3 separate regions of the Mus musculus genome follow, and regions 2 and 3 are each linked to region 1. Evidence: chromatin contacts called from public promoter capture Hi-C data. All regions are on one chromosome and are shown on one strand. The core of a region is the stretch at or near the end of the contact, and the rest is flanking DNA. Distances in the headings are between cores, read along the strand shown.

Region 1 (5,118 bases), core at 663-3,162:
ATCCCACCGCTTCTTAGAAGAATTCCTAGTAGAATTTAGGAGGGTATGGCCTCAGTCATAGGAAGTAAATTACCTCTGGACTATACCATGTTGTGGTCACATCTTATAAATCTCAAAGGATCAACATAAGTTGTGATCTATGATCGTAACTGCAGGCATGTTTTGTTGAAATCTAACTCTACCCAGATCTAAGCCCAGTAGCTAAAGAACATGGAAGTACCCAGCAATGAAAAGTAGGTGAAATTCAATATGTGGCATACAATAAAAACAGCCCCACCCACTCCCCAGGGCATAGTAGTCCACACCTATAATTTAAGCATTTGGAAATCAAATTCCTTGGAGGGGAAGAAGTTCAAGGCCATCTCTGGCTACAGAGTGAGGTGGGAGCTGGTCTTGGCCCACACAGGACCCTGTCTCAGGAAAAAATAACAACAATAAACAACAGTAACAGCAGCTACTGTCTCCAGGCCCACACGCTGCCATGCTAGTGCAGCCCCTGGCCTAAGCTGCTTAGATTTGTGCTGCCTCACGGTGCTCCTGCATCCCTACTTGTTCACACTTTGCCATTCGTACTTTGCTGCAAACCAAATAGCTGTCTCTCCCTGGCTTCTGGTGGGGCAAGATTCTTATCTACCTTTTACCCCCTCTATTTTCTTTCTTTGCTCCCCACCCTGTTCTTAATCAAATAAGAAAGTAAACACTGCAGAATGAGAAAAAGAAAAAGTAAAACAAAAGCAGCAGCCCACGTGCAGAGAAACAGGAAGGTGTATAACCCGTGCTGCTGGGACTGTGGGGTGGGGAGGAAAGGAGGAGGAAGCTTGAGAGACTCTTTGGCGATGTGCCTGTGGGTCTAGATCTCGGTAGACAATCGCTTGGGTATTGTCTAAAATCCCAGATATCCAGGCCTCACTCCAGTGAGTATTTGTAAACTGTGGGACCAAGAACAAGAGACAGTAGATTAACTCTCAGTCTTTAGTCTGTTGAGGTTGTTTGTTTGTAAAAGATTGAACTCACAGATCAAAAATCAAGTATTAAAATCAGTTTTCAAAATCACTTATAGTAATTGAAGTTAATTGAATTTAATGTACACAGATAAGTTTTCACAGTGGTTAATTTCTAAAGTACAGAATGGATACATTTAAATTCTTTAATTGTTTTAGGAAATTAAAAATTCAAGGTTTGCCACTGGGGTGCTTTTGTGTAGAAGGAAGGCTTTCTGGCTCAGGTGTGGTGTGCAGAGCTTGGGAGGGCTGTGTGGCTGCGGCTGTGTAGTGATGTCACCTTCTGCATCTCTGTCTCTTTAGGGAGCACAAGCTTTGCTGAACTCCTCTACAGGTTCCGACACCTGAAGATGCCCGTCCGGGCTTTGCTAAGACTGGCTCCTGTGCTGCTTGGGAACCCACAGCCGATGGTCATGTGACCACCTCTGCCGAGGGAAACCCACCCTAGAAATGACTGCGGCACAGAATCCTGATGGCAGCAAAGTGAAGGCAGCATTTCTGTTTTGTAACCAATGGAACTCAGTTGCATACGCCTCACTGTGCTTAAAATTCATGTTGAAAATAAGACAGATAACGCTGGTGCTGTCCACGTGTCATATGATGTATAAAACATCAGTTAAAACTCACATTTTGTAAATAAAGATTTTTGGTTTGTTTTCAAAACTATTGATTGCTTTGGACTTCAGAGAATAGATGGACAGGCTGAGTTTTTAAGCCTTATAACTTTAGTGGTTCAGGTTCTGTACTCAGAAGTGCAAGGCTTAAAAAGCCACATTGTGAAAATGGACTTTGTGCTCTCCGGGAGCGTTTGTGTGTTGTCTGTTACGTAACAGTTATCTTCTCTACAATGAGTCTGTGCTTCCCGTGGTGGATGGATGACAGACAGCGTTACTGCCAGCAGTTTTCTACTGAATGAAGAATTGCTCAGCATGGAGTACTGGACTGTGCCCAAGCCCTGACCTTGGTGCAGCTGTGTAGGCTGCAGCTCTTTGGAGGTAATCGAGGTTAAAGGGCACTCTAAGGGGGAGTCTATTTGGTAGAATCGATGTCCTGCTCAGAAGAGGAAAAAGAGATGATTTTCTCTCTGTACCATGTGAGAACTCATAGCACAACTGCTCACAAACTAAGAAGATTCCCTTGTGAGGAACCAGTCAGACAGTCTTGAGCTTTAGCACCTAGAAGTATTAAGCGATAAACTCCTGATGCTTGTCTGTGGTACTTGGTGTTTGCAGCCTGTGCAGGCTGTGCATGACACCTGCTCAAAATACTGAAAATACAGAATTACCGCCACAGAGGAGTGTTAAGAAATACGGAAATCAGTCTATCTGAACTAAAGGTCTGGAAAGTGCTTTTGCATTCTGAGTTTCAGGACAGCTCATGATGCCCCATGTAACAGGAACAACACTCCTTTCACTCCATTTCAACCTGTGCTCACAGCTTTCTCTCAGACCAGTGTGACTGTAAACAAGTAGGAACTGCAGAATGCCTACTCGTTAACTTCCCGCTTGTTTCTGAAAAAGCCAATAGAAATTGCTGCGTTGGGATTTGGTAATGTCCATCTGCCTGCCTGCCTGCCTGCAGCAAGGTAATTTGTGGCTGACCTTGAGGGCAAAATGTGCTTTCCTTCACTTTTAGATTAGGGATTGCAATTAAATGGCAGTTGGTGATGAACATTCAATTTGTATCAATATTGAACCCACTGTCCAAGTTATTTTTCACTCTCAATTGTTAATGGCTGCCATGGGAGGACTTGAAAGAGAGGACTGAATTCAGTGGAAACAGCATTGATGGGCCTTTTTGTCCGCTGGACGGACACCAAGAAGAGATTCTAGTGCTCTTGAGTCAACCATGTTAGGATCTTCAGATAAACTATTTACTAGTCTCCAAACCATGCTGTGGGAACCAGTCTTACCATGCACAGCAGCCAGCCTCCTGGGAACCACGTCAAGGGAAGAGCCCGAGAAACACCTGAAGTGTTCTAGTATCAAAAGTGGCACTTGTGACTACAAGGGAAGGCTGATTGCCCAGGACGTTGCTTCACCTCTGATACATGTGGAATGGAGACACAAGGGGCAGCTGCTTTGAGTGTAGGTACTGTCCAGCAGACAGACAATGGAGCGGTGTGCTCAGATTCTTTCCCCAAAGGGTACTGACGTCTGTCCTTCTCTCTCTTGGTCTAACGTGGGAGTGAAGGAAAACTGAGCTCAGATGCCAAACTTCATCTACACTACTCCATCATAGTTCTCAACATTCTGGACTCTACCCTATCTGCTACACCCAACCCTGCTCTGGTCTGCTGCTGCCTGCATGGATTCTGAGTCCAAGAGAATCAGAAACAACTCAATGTGAACTGGAAGGTCTTAGCGTTGGCAGAGCTTCTGAACATGTTGAAAGCAGCCAAGCACCTTTGCAATCACATGGGCTTTTGTGTGTTTTCTTGATGTTTCTCCCATTGACTTAGTCATCACTATTGGTCACATTATATAGAGCATCTTGTTTAAGCTTTTGTCTTTTTAGCTAAAAACACTTCTTTGGTAAACTTTTAATACTGCAATCTTTTTCCTTTAGAATATTTTGGAGTGTACTTTTAAGACTTTTTTTTTTCTTGAAACATATCAGAATTTTAAAACAGGAACTTCATAATAAATTTAGTAAGATTTATAAGCACCTGCCAGATCTTAATTCCTGTTCTTTTATACTCCAATGTTTAGCTGAGCTGCTAGCTTTTCTCTGTAGCTAATGATGTCTCAAGTCTCTGCCTTGTGAGGCTGCAGACCACGTGTTTTAAGAACTCAAGACATGTTGGGTCATGGTGTCATGGTCACCTCATAGGTGGAGGGTGGGTACCTAAAACAAGGACAGAAGCCAGCAGCTAGTGTTACATGGTAATTTTCTTCTGCTTGAAACATCCTTCCAGGAAGAAGGGGAGGGGAGCCCCAAGACACTAAATAAGCATCACGTGTCTTAGGAAGCTGAAGCTTAAGAGTCACAAAGTGCTTTCCCAAGGTTGTAGAAATGGAACTGTATGGGAACAGGACAGAATGGGACAGATTGACTTACCAGCAGAGCTCCCCAGAGAAGGCCTGGCTGCCTGGGAGAGGAGATTCCCTGACTAGTCAAGCAGCCTGCAAGTTGTGTAGAGTTGTTACCCATGATGATGTGGGCTTTGGTGATAGAGCTGCTTTTTGAGTCGTTCCTGCTCCTGGAACAACACAAACCCCTATTCCTACAAGTGACCCCAATAAACTCATTATATTGCTAAAGTTGGACTTTAGCAATGTCATTACTTTGGTATGCCAGTGATTCTCTGGTGTTTGGGTGCATGTGTGTATAGAGAAAAGCTCCTGTGTACTGTATGGATGCAGTACCTGTCAGTTAAAAGCTGATTTGCCTGAAGCTGAAGCAGGAAATAGAAGGTGGGACATCTGATAGGCAGTAAGGATTCTAGGCTGGGGAGGAGCAAATCCACAGAAAGAAGATGGTTGCATGCAGGTTCTTATTTGGGAGCTTGGGGTCAGGAGGAAAACTTGGTTTTTAACAGATGACACTAAACATATAAGGCAAGAAATCCAAACCTTTTAATTTCATACTAAACAGATAAAGTCCTGGATGGAAAGTGAATAAACAATTTGAGGCCAGTGAGCATGCAGTGTCTCAGACCAAAAGAGCCTGCCTGCCTGCCTGCTGCCACTGAAGGAGCAAAGAGCCTGCCTGCTGCCACTGAAGGAGCAGAGGAGCACTTTTAAGGTTACAACACTTGCTGAACTTTGGCACACTTTTCTGTGGACCAAAGAAGACCTCTCCCTCACTGTAGCTGGTGGGGACCTGCCTGGGAAACACCTGCAACGGGCCACAGGGACAGGGGTCAGTCATCCAGATCATGCAGCCAGAATTCAGAGGTTTAAAAAACAGCCCTCAGTGAAACCCTGATGGCATAAGGCAGGGTTTACCCCGCCTTTCCAGAGTGGGGAAAGGTCACAACGTGTATCTGTGCAAATACACAAGAGCTCCGGACTGCTGGGACCCAGAGACAGAAACAGATTCGCCCATCCCTGTAAACCTAGGAGCAGGAAACACTGCAGTATCCTGAGCTGAAGAACAGAGGGAGACAAAGGAA
Region 2 (5,118 bases), core at 908-3,407, 1.1 Mb after region 1:
GACACAGAAACGGCCTGAGGGAAAGACATGAAACTAGAGGCTTGTCAGAGCTAAGTCTGAGAGGCCAGAGGAGGAAATAATTGAGTCTGGTCGGGAGAGGTCTTGAGCAGGAACTGGGGAGGGTTCAGAGGACTCCAAGGTCTTTGGTTGTGTTTTTGTGAGTTTCTCTCTTGCATAGGAGGAAAGGGCTCCAGTCAGCTGTAGTGGCCCACAGCTGAGTCTTCGAGTGTTATAATACAAAGAAGAAAACAGCCTCCTGAAATATGGAATTATCCCTCCTTCTTCCTCATGCAATCTGTACCCCACCCCACCCCCGGCCCACCCGAGGAAGCCACAGCCAAGATCCATCACCCTAACAGTTTTCAAACCACACTGGACCTCCTTCAGCATCCTAAACCTTTTTGTGGGTCAGCAGGCCCCCAATCTTCTCAAATTCCAAGAGTTTAGGGGAAGTCAGCCTGTGCCCATGTGGCAAAGCAAGGCTGAGGTCCACTTGAGGAGATCTGCTTCAGCCCTTTTCGTTCCTCCATCTCCCAGAGACCCTGGAAGGACCCCAGCAATGCCCAGGCCCTGGGAAAGTCTGAGAGGACCCAAGGAAAGGGGGTCAGGTGACTTGAGGCTCCTGGCAGGGCACAGATGCCCATTCATACGTTTTATGAGGAGGGCCTGCTGGATAGGGCTGGGGAGGTTGCTGGCTCCCTGGTAGGCCCAGGACGGAAGGGTTCTGTTCTAGGCTGGCTCTGCCACAGCCTGTTACTCCCAAGGAGCTCCTATCAGAGGAGTGGAATCTCAGCAAGGGAGCCAAGCAGAGACTTGTGGCTCTCTAGAAAGAGGCACTGACTTGGAGTGGAGTGCTCAGACAACCCTGCCTCTCAAAAAATGCCACAAGTAAGGACAGGGCTTGATTCCTGAATCGTGGACATGTAACTGGTGGGTAGAGAGTTCCTCCAGAACTGGCTCTGAGTGAACACAGTCTGGATATACTGCTTTGTTGGATAGGTAAAGACTCAGCTTTCCTGAGTTTTGCCATCATTAACATAGACTGGGATAATGACCCTTTTCTTCTAAGCCCACTATGCCACTCCAAGGCCTTATGGGAATTTGCCTAATGCCAAGTCAGTTTGGAAGATTGGCACTGACCCCGGAGCCTCTGGGACCCTTGTCGTCCTCTTTCCCAGAGAGCCCTCTGTGGGAGAGTCTCTTGCCCGGAGTGAAGTCCTGCTGTGCAGATGGCAGAACTGTCCCCTCCCCTCTGGGGACAGCTTTCCTGCCTCGGGATCAACAGCCCCAGGGTTTTGCCCGGGGAGGGTCTAGCAGCTGCCGCTAATTGGCTGACTCAATAAAAAGGGGGTGGGACAGGGTAGGAAGGGCAAGCAAGTGCTCCTGGGCTTTCTGGGAAAGAGGGGATGGCTCAGGCTCTGTTTCCATGGGAACTACTGGCACTGGCAGGCTCCTCCGGGCGCCAAAAAGGGAAACTTGGCGCTGGTCTCCGTACCTGGCTCCTGGTGGATTCCCTTGGGCATTAGAAAATGCCCAAGAGCTTGTCTCCCACAGGGCAGGAAGGAGCCTTCCCGAGGACGGTCAGGACCCTCGATCCCTTCTCCATCCCCAGGTCCCACGCCAGGAGATCTAGGGGAGGTCCCGTGGTTGCTCTGAATGCCTGAATTTGGTCCCAACCTCAAGTCAAAGGACAGTGAAACTGGGAAAGTGTGAAGTGCTCGCTCCAGCTTGGAAGGTTTTCATACAGCAAGGCCTATGAGGGGTCGCACAGAGGTGACTAACAGATAGGGGAGAGCAACAAGAGGTGTTAGGACCCCAGGTGTTACCTTAGTGACGTAATCCCAAGGGCTCCTCTCTGTCCTGCGCAGGGACTGGTGGTGGAGTACCCTCCCTTCTATCCCTGTGACTGGGAAGGGTAGGAACAGACCCTGTACTAGAGGGAGATGAGAACCAGGGACAGACCCTGAGCCTAACTAAGCAAGGGGGGTTGGGGGCCAGATAGGCTGAGAGGCCAGGACTAGGAGCACAGGAAAAAGAGAAACTGGAGGTTGTCAGGATGGAGGCGAAGGAGGGGGGAGATAAGAGGGGGAGGGAAGAGGCAGAGGAAGAGAGGTGGAGCTAAGACTCGGAAGGAAGGGAGGGTGGAAGGAGTGGGCAGGGGGCGGGAGAGAAACCTCCAGTGACAATTGCGTCTGGGTCCAAGCAAACATGAGGCAGCTGCCAGCCGGACCAAGCAGTCTGGCTTGCTCGGGCTGCAAAGCGGGAAGATTAGTGACGGTCCCTTTCAGCAGCAGAGATGCAGAGGACCAAGGTAGGCGCTGAGGGGCTGAGGACTTGCCTGGACTTGGGGAAGGTGGGGCTCTGATGTTGGTCTTGACTAGAGAGTATTTTCACAGTGGTCCTTGGCCCCTACTCTCGCTAATCCATATAAGGGAAAGTAATTGTTCAGAGCATTCCTGCCTGGGAGGCTGGAATCCCGTGGCCTTTGGATGGAAGAGGCTCTGGGTGTCTGTGGACAGAAGAGAAGCTTGAAATTAGCTCCATGGCTGGTCCTGTTCAGTTAGGTCCTTGGGGCAGGGGCTGGGGTAGCTGACCCTGACCCTAGCCTCATAGATCTTAGTGAGACACAGGAGCATGGAAAAGGATGTCTTATGTGTGTGGGCAAGCCAACGGGCAAAGCTTTCAAGTAATCCATCAATGAATGAATGAAGACCCCCCCTTCTTCTTAAAGCACTATGAGACCCCTAATAAAATCACAAACATCTCTGCCTCTGTGGAGCTGTTGGGGGATGGAGAGAGAGGGGAGGCAAAGAGGCACCCGGTACAAAGTTCAAGAAATAGTAGCCAGGTGAGGGGAAGAAGAGAGACAAAAAAAAAATTAAAAAAAAAACAAAAGGTGTGCTCCAGCTTAGCACCGACCCTCAGAAAGTCTGACCTGGATGCCGCACACAAGTCCAGGGTAATCTTGCTTAGGGGGAGAAAGGATCAGATCCAGGTCCGGTTGAATGCCCCAAATAAGGAAATCAAGGTCTTATTTAAAAAAAAAAATAGATATTGGGCTGGCATCTTACAGTCTTTCTTCCCAAAAGATGTCTTCCTGCCCCACTCCCAATGAGGGCAAGCAGCCCAGAGAGGGCTGGAGACTGATTTCAGGCCATTCTGCCCCAGAGTCCAGGTTACTATCCCTGTCCTCTGGTCCAGTTCCCAGAATACCATGAAGGATCTGCAGATGGAACAAAGCCCTTTGAGCACAAGGGCAGGGTACCTTGAAAGGTACTTTCTCTCTTGTCACACCTGTCTCTAGAAAGCTCTGGACTGGCACAGCAGAAGCATAAACAGCTCTCTGTCCCAGACTCACATCCACACTCAGATGATAGGTGAAGCTGTGTGCATCTACAGACATTGGACACACAGATACCCTATGACTGTACCCCTCCCTCACAGAGCCCAGCAACGTGACTCTGTGTGTCCACAGATACAGGGAGTTCTACAGCCATGTGTGCATAGACCTGCACACAGCTGGCACTGTCCATCAGCAGGGGATAGCATAGCCCCCTTCCCTTTACCCATCTCTGGTGGCTCTAATTCCCAGAATTCTTCCTGGGTCCTTAACCACTACTCCCCTACCAGATGAGCAGAGTGTGAGGTCAGAGTCCCATAGTCCACTTGGCTGTTCTATTGGCCATTGTGGCCTCCACTGTGCCCACCATTGGCTCCTGGGCACTCATGGAACTCATTAGGCTTATGGCTGCCCCCTGGATTTCCATGTGTAGCTTGGCCCAAGATGGAAGCCAGCACCACAGTGACAGTGGAGCTGGATAAAGTCCCTACTGTCCCCTACCAGTAGGAGATTATGGAGGTAGCAGGACGGACAGCAACTAACATAGGCTGGGAGATGGCCACACTTGTCACAGTCACTAGCTGACCCAGTTCTGTCCCTGCCTTCTCACCATACCCTAGCCGTCCCTTTAGTAGCTTTCATTTGGCCCTGCAGAGTGGGCACTGACCACAATGCCAGGCCTCCTGGCCAAACCCTGTGTTGGGAGGAGAGAGCCAGCAGCATCCAGATTCAGAGGTGGTAAAGTGGACACTGGGTCAGTTTGGCTCTGGGAGCCTCCCCAGCTTCTTGCAAGTCTGACCTTAATTTGCCCTGTTTGCAGAAGCGGTAACTGAGCACAGACAGGACCTCCCCTCCTAAACCGTTATCCTCATGCAGCGCACCCAGGACTTGGTGTTGTTCTTACTCTATAGGTGAGGAACAGAGGTGGGTCCTGAACTGCATGCAGTGTTGAGACTGGATCTGAGCGGTCTTGCCTTCTGCAGCACAGACACCAAGCTCTAGGTGAGGGTGTCCGGTGGAGAGTGATAGGCGCAGACTCCAGGGGACAGAGGTGTGCCTTTAACCAGGCAGCCAAGGAGGTTTGACTGGAGACTATTTGTGCCTTCTTAGCCTGTCACTCAATGGCACTAGGGACTCTGCCCCAGTCATGACCCTGACTGCATTAGCCCCTACTTCCCCTTGCTTGGCTGTGGATCCAGACATGAAAAGGAAAGAACCTGAAGTCGTCCCCCCCTCCCCCCATTCTCTTCCTTTTCTGTTTCTCATAGCCCAAGCAGGCTTTGCTAGGGACCATAGGATGACCTTGAACTTCTGATCCCCTGCCTCTGCCTCCTGAGGGGAGGGATTACAGGTGTCTGCCACCATACCCACTTCATGCTGGGGCTTAATCCCTGGGCTTCACACACACCAGACAAGCATTCTACCAACTCAGCTCAACTCAGTCCAGTCCCTTTCTCTTAGTCACATCTTCCCCCAAAGTGGAAGCTGTTTGGATAAACCAGGCTGGCGTGAGGGGCACCCTCTGCTCCCTCAGCGCCCTGGTCCTCACTGGGATTCTCAGGGGATGTTGCAAGCTCCCTGATATGGCTTCTGTGAGGGCTTTCATAGGGAAAGCAAAGGAGGGAAAAGGGGAAAGCATCAGCCTTGACCAGCCCTGCCCCAGGCAGGATGTGTGCACAGCGTGGGTGACTCACGACTCCCCCCAGCTCCCAGCTGACTGATGTTCTCCCCCTCCCTTGAACAGGTGCATCTGTCAGCTGTGATCAGCCCACATCCTA
Region 3 (5,118 bases), core at 1,820-4,319, 1.0 Mb after region 1:
CTACATTCGCTCCTCCTCACAGAGTGGGCCTGAACGGTCTCCCTGGCCGAAAGCACACTGCCCAGTTCACTCCTTATACTCTCAAACGGCGCGACCAGAGAGGGACAGAAGGCGCGCAAGGTCACACAGCCGGCCGGACCCGAATGGGAGACTGAGATCAAGGACTCGGCGACTTCTCGCGTTCCTGGAGCCTAGACTCGACAGACCCGAGGGAAAGACCCCTGCTCGCGCGCGCTTTCGGTCCGGGTCCCAGGGCTCACCTGCCTGCAAGCTACACAATGCAGGGAGACAGCCTGCAGCGCGTACGGCCGCCGCCATGCTGGAGCCGGAGCAGCGACTCCGCCTGTCTCTGGAACCGCCTTCCTCACCGCCTGCAGCAACGAGCTGCGACCGCGCCTTGTCACAAGTTCGTCGTCAGCGCAGAGAGGTGTGCTGAGGCTCGAGGGCCACCATTCAGCGCACACGGAAAACTGCCCTCGTGGACCACAGAGGAAACTGAGTCAGGCTCAGCCTCGGACAGCTGCTCAGGGGTCCTCGCGCTAGGACCCCGGGCAGGGGCGGGGCGAGGGCGGGGCTAGCTCTGGGCTCTTTTCTCTGATAGTAGCCTAATGGATCACATCTCACCAGTAGCAGGCTTGACCTGGCAAAGTCAGTTCTGCGGAACCGGGAAAGAGTCTGGGAACATCGGGAAGGAGCCCGGGGGTGAATGAGACAAAGTGTGGGAAGTCCGTAAAGGCCCAAAGTTTATTAAACATATGTTGCCTTTGTTGTGTATTCATGGTACAGGTTGTTCACACACAGTCATGTTCCAGCCCGAGGCCACGGGTTTTACCCCACCTGCTCATGGCTTTACACTATCCATGCTTGCCCAAATGAGTCACATATGATGGTTCTGGACTCCTCCCCTGAAACTTTAAGCCTGCAATAAACTGTTTCTGTGTTGCCCTGGTCATGGTGTTTTGTCACGGCAATAGAAAGTAACACAGGGGCTTTCTTCATTAGCTTCTTGGGATTATCATTTAAGGCTTCTACCTTTCCTGAGGGCAGTGGTTGTTGGGCAAGCCACATTTGCTACCTAATGTCTTGGTCATGATTCGAAACACCTGCAGTCTCTGAGCAAGTTCAGAATTGCTTGTGAGAGTGCCTTGGCTACTTTGTAAGTCTTTGCAGCACAGGCTGGGGAGGCTTTAGTTCATTCAGTAAGGATATCCATGAAGACCTATAGGCAGCTGAAGACGTGGCAAGACTTGGTAAACTATGTCCTCCAAATCTGTCACAGGTTCGTGACCATGTCTGAGCACATACCATGCAGCCCCCAAGAAACTCAGGAGCAGACTGGAAGAATCATTTTCCTGAGAAGAGGTGATTGTATGTTTCTCCTGACCTTGTCCAACCAAAGTATCACAGGGCTCTTTTACAAGCTCTCTGGGAACATAGTTGAGGATTTCTGTATGCAGCCATCCTTCAGAATTGCAGAAGAACCCTTTCACAGCTGCCCTTTTCACTGCCTTAGGGGCAGACCGAGGCTTACAAGAGATCCATGAGACTGACAGAGGCGAAAGGGATCAACAAAAATTAGACAGCAGTGCTGAGACCTTGGCAGCCTAGTGATATGATTTATTCCCTCTACTGACAAGCCACCCATTTAGTGCCCCCTGTAGCCGACATAGCAACACTGGAGAGTTTCTGGATGCCATGCACGAGAGACAAAACCTGTGGTCAATATTTGATGGGACTGCTCTTGGAGTTCAGCAAATCACTTTCCTTCCAGAAAGCAGCATGAACATGTAACATCCAGAAGGTAGGTATTTACTCAGTAGAAAAATTTACTTCTTTACCAATTCTAGGTTCTATTTAAGAAAAACTGATATTGGAGAGGTTTAATTGATAGCCAAAGAGATCAAGGTTTTAGGAAGGGTGTACAGATAGTAATGGGAGATCAAAGAGTCATTGTCAGTCCCTGGAGATACTGGGGTCATCTTGGGTTTCAGGATCCAGTTGTTCAGACAGGTATGGTATGACCATTTGTGACCACCCAATGGCCAGATGAGAATGGGTATCAGCCCTGCTTTTTGGTAATGTATAGTTGAAACAGCCCATCCCTTTGGAAGTCCCAGTGCTGGAGCTTTCTTAAGCCTATCAAAAGAGTGTTCCTTAATCCCTCAATTACAAATGGTATGGGCTTGGGACCCTCATTTAATTTCTCATGACTGGCCTGGCTATTTCTTTAAATATTGTAATTCATATTCTGCAGTATCCAGTTAATTCCAGAAAAGCCAAAACCTGTCTTTTGGTTCAGAGAGGGGGCAAATCCAGATCTCATAGTACCAAATGAAGGTTGCCTTTTTTTTTTTTTTTTTTTTTTTTTTTTTTGCCTCACAAATTGAGAATTTTCCCTAGAAGTTTTGCTTCCTTTTTGAAGTTTTGTAGCCTTTTTGAGCTTTTGAGATACAAAGAGGCCAGGTGGGGTGATGCACACCTTAAAGCCCAGGTCTTTGGAGGCAGAGACAGGTGGATCTCCAAGTTTGAAGCCATCCTGGTTTACATAGTGAGTTCAGGACACAGAGAGAGGGGGGTGGGGTGGGGAATGGACTGAGCTACAACGTTTAAAGTCTGTTGTTTGGCTGGTATCCTCTGAAGCAGTAGGTAGAAGGTCACCCTCATTCAGGATTACAGCTACAGAGTTGGGTGTAAATTCTCCGACATGCTACCAAATCTGGGATTAAACCTACACCACGAATTCTTGATGGAAGACTGCGACAGGTATGTTTCTGGGCTCATGCATCTGGGATAGTCTACTGAAAGAACGGGAACCCTGGCTTTCAGAAAAAATAGGTACACTGGCAAACCGGAAACGAACTAGAAATCGAACTTGTGCTGTTTAGGGTCAGAGCCTGGTCCTATCCGTTTCAGCACCACAGACCTGGAGTGCAACCTTGTGCAGGATTTTACCCGTCATCTCACGGCGCGCCGGCTATTGATGCTTCTGGGAAGTGTAGTTCATGCAAAGGCAACACTATGATTGGAGCTCAGAGGCCGAAGATCTTCGCGCAGGCGCACTGCCTTCCCGACACGAGGCGGTGAGTGTTCGCAGGTTCCCAGTACTCTTGCCAAAGGTGAGGGTTGCGGGTCTAGGTGTTCAAGAAGCCGAGTGGACGCGGTGGCGGAGGAGACACGGGGACACTGGGCACTTGGGGGAGGGTTAGTGGGCGTGGCCTGTGTGGACAGAGAGTCTTCCCTTCTGGTGTGTGTCGGTTCCGTGGGGACAGTGTCCTCGTAGGGTATGTCCACTGTGTGTCAGAATCCTGTACTTTCAAGTTGGAGATCCCGGTCTTCCTTTCGTTCCTTCTTTCCATGATGGGTGCTACGTGGATGTGGATGGTACCGACGCTAAATCTGGGAGCATCCACTCCATTCTCTCCCAAGTCCCCTAGAAAACGTCTCCCTTTGCTTCAGCTTCTCGCCCTGAGCCTGCACCGGAATGTCCTGGTGTGAGCATAGGGTGTTCCTGGACGATACCGGATTTGAGGTGAAGAAAACCCCAAAGGAAATCGCAAATGGCTTTAGGCAATTTTAAGATGATATTGACTGGAGTGCACTGTTAAGGAATAGTGGGAAATAAGGGTGAAGGGACTATACTGCGGCCAGACAAGACCCACAGTATCAGAGTAAGACCCACCAAGCACGATATTTTGTGCGTCTCAAATGAGGTCAACATAAACAAAATTTTGAGAAACAATTCTAGAGGTTGACATTCTGACCACCGTTAAATCGAACTAGCACAACTTCGTTCCAACCACCAGTAAGTGTCAGATGTCTAGAAGTCCGTGGGATGGCCAGTTGTCTGTTACTCCATTGAAGTTGTTGGCAATTTACTAGTGATCTTTTCCCTAGTGTTCTTTTTACATTTGAGATACGATCTTATTTTGTAGCTTAACCTGGCGTTGTGTTAAGCCTTAGCCTTCCAAGTGCTAGCATTACGGGTGTATATCACCATAGTTCTGTTTTCCGTGAAATTTCAGTCACGCGAATCAAGCTTCCCGGGATGCTGGGATGTGTTGCAGGTAAAGATCTGCTTAACTTTATGGCTATCTTTCAATGAAAGTAAATTATAACAGAATTAAAAGCTTCCAGGCAGACTTTTCCCAGTTCCACCTCAGCCTTTTACAAAGCCTGACTCTCTTAATTGCTGTGAAATAGTGCCTCTCTTATTGATGTATGACGATGGAACTAAATTATCTTTATAGAAAGCACTCAGCATAGTGCCTCATGAGAGCAAGCACTCAACGCTAGTTATGGTGGAGTTCCGTAGTGCTCCAAGTGTGTCTAGCCGCTGGACAATAGATTATTTAATCAAGTTGTCTGTCATAGATGCTTAGGAGAGTCCAGATTTTGGTTGCATTACCTAAAGATTAAATAGGATATGTGTAATGTGCTTAGGAAGCTGGCTGGCAGATAACTTTCAATAAAGATAACGTGTTAGTGATGGTTAATTAAAGCCGTTGTAACTATTCTCTTATACTTCTTAAATAAATTCTCGAAGAGAATTGGCCAACCTAAGAATGTCTGTGTTTGAAGGCTCTTGCTACTTGTCCCAGTGATCTTCCTAAAGAACTTAACTAATGAGGACACAGCTATGCTGAAATCACCCCTTGCCCAAAGCACCTTTTGATGTACTCTGACCTCTGCTGGTTTCTCCGGTTTCATGTTCTCTACGGTGTTGCTCACAAGTGACTTTCTCCTATCTAATTTCAGTAGTAGTTCTTGATGTGATAACGATCTGCCTCTATCTATTCAAGACTCCAGGTCCTCCCAGCCTGTGAAGTTTCGAGCACACACACACACACACACACACACACACACACACACATCAAAACTGTAGGTCCCAGATGTGCAGAGAAAGCTGCTGCATTTCTCCCTTGACCTCTTCCGGCCTGGGCTAAGGCAGTGCTGAGATTGCAAGCACACACCGCCACACCCCATCAGTCTTTAGTTAGACTCTTCATTGTGAGAGAGTGAGATCCAGTTAGCTAACTTAAGCAAAGGGAGGTTGAAGAGGGTAAGAGTCTTCTGGAAATCCAAGAATAAGTAAAGCTGCAACCGGAGCTCACTTCTCTC

Evidence for each region. Promoter capture Hi-C pulls out the DNA fragments that hold promoters and counts their contacts.
Region 2: a promoter capture Hi-C map of liver shows a contact between it and region 1, with 2.1 times the contacts expected there. The contact joins the promoter of Kcnip3 here to the enhancer-like site in region 1. A contact is called at or near these places in 8 of 39 promoter capture datasets (the 3T3-L1 cell line, cranial neural crest, frontonasal cranial neural crest and 5 more).
Region 3: a promoter capture Hi-C map of liver shows a contact between it and region 1, with 2.2 times the contacts expected there. The contact joins the promoter of Zfp661 here to the enhancer-like site in region 1. A contact is called at or near these places in 8 of 39 promoter capture datasets (the 3T3-L1 cell line, 3T3-L1-derived adipocytes, the C10 cell line and 3 more), 7 of 115 datasets of contacts at active chromatin or transcription factors (the 230-238 cell line, astrocytes, embryonic stem cells and 3 more) and 1 of 9 other capture datasets (macrophages).

What each region holds. Positions count from the first base shown.
Region 1 is chr2:128,609,250-128,614,367 of GRCm38.p6, reverse strand. It overlaps Anapc1 (anaphase promoting complex subunit 1), which reads left to right. Exons shown (of 48, transcript NM_008569.2): 48 at 1,305-4,285. The coding sequence ends at 1,420. Among named protein-coding and RNA genes, the nearest start is that of Gm39929, 6.4 kb to the right of the region's middle. Within about 2 kb of position 1,912, at least 14 of the 459 cell types and tissues checked have an H3K27ac peak or open chromatin away from gene starts, as enhancers often do. A contact at or near this core is called in hepatocytes and liver, where this site is marked.
Region 2 is chr2:127,518,431-127,523,548 of GRCm38.p6, reverse strand. It overlaps Kcnip3 (Kv channel interacting protein 3, calsenilin), which reads left to right and starts at 2,157. Exons shown (of 9, transcript NM_019789.4): 1 at 2,157-2,311. The coding sequence starts at 2,297. The region is part of intron 2 of Gm35478 (a long non-coding RNA gene); the gene reads right to left.
Region 3 is chr2:127,582,628-127,587,745 of GRCm38.p6, reverse strand. It overlaps Zfp661 (zinc finger protein 661), which reads left to right and starts at 3,069. Exons shown (of 5, transcript NM_001111029.1): 1 at 3,069-3,116. Mrps5 (mitochondrial ribosomal protein S5) reads right to left here and starts at 320. Exons shown (of 12, transcript NM_029963.2): 1 at 261-320. The coding sequence starts at 318.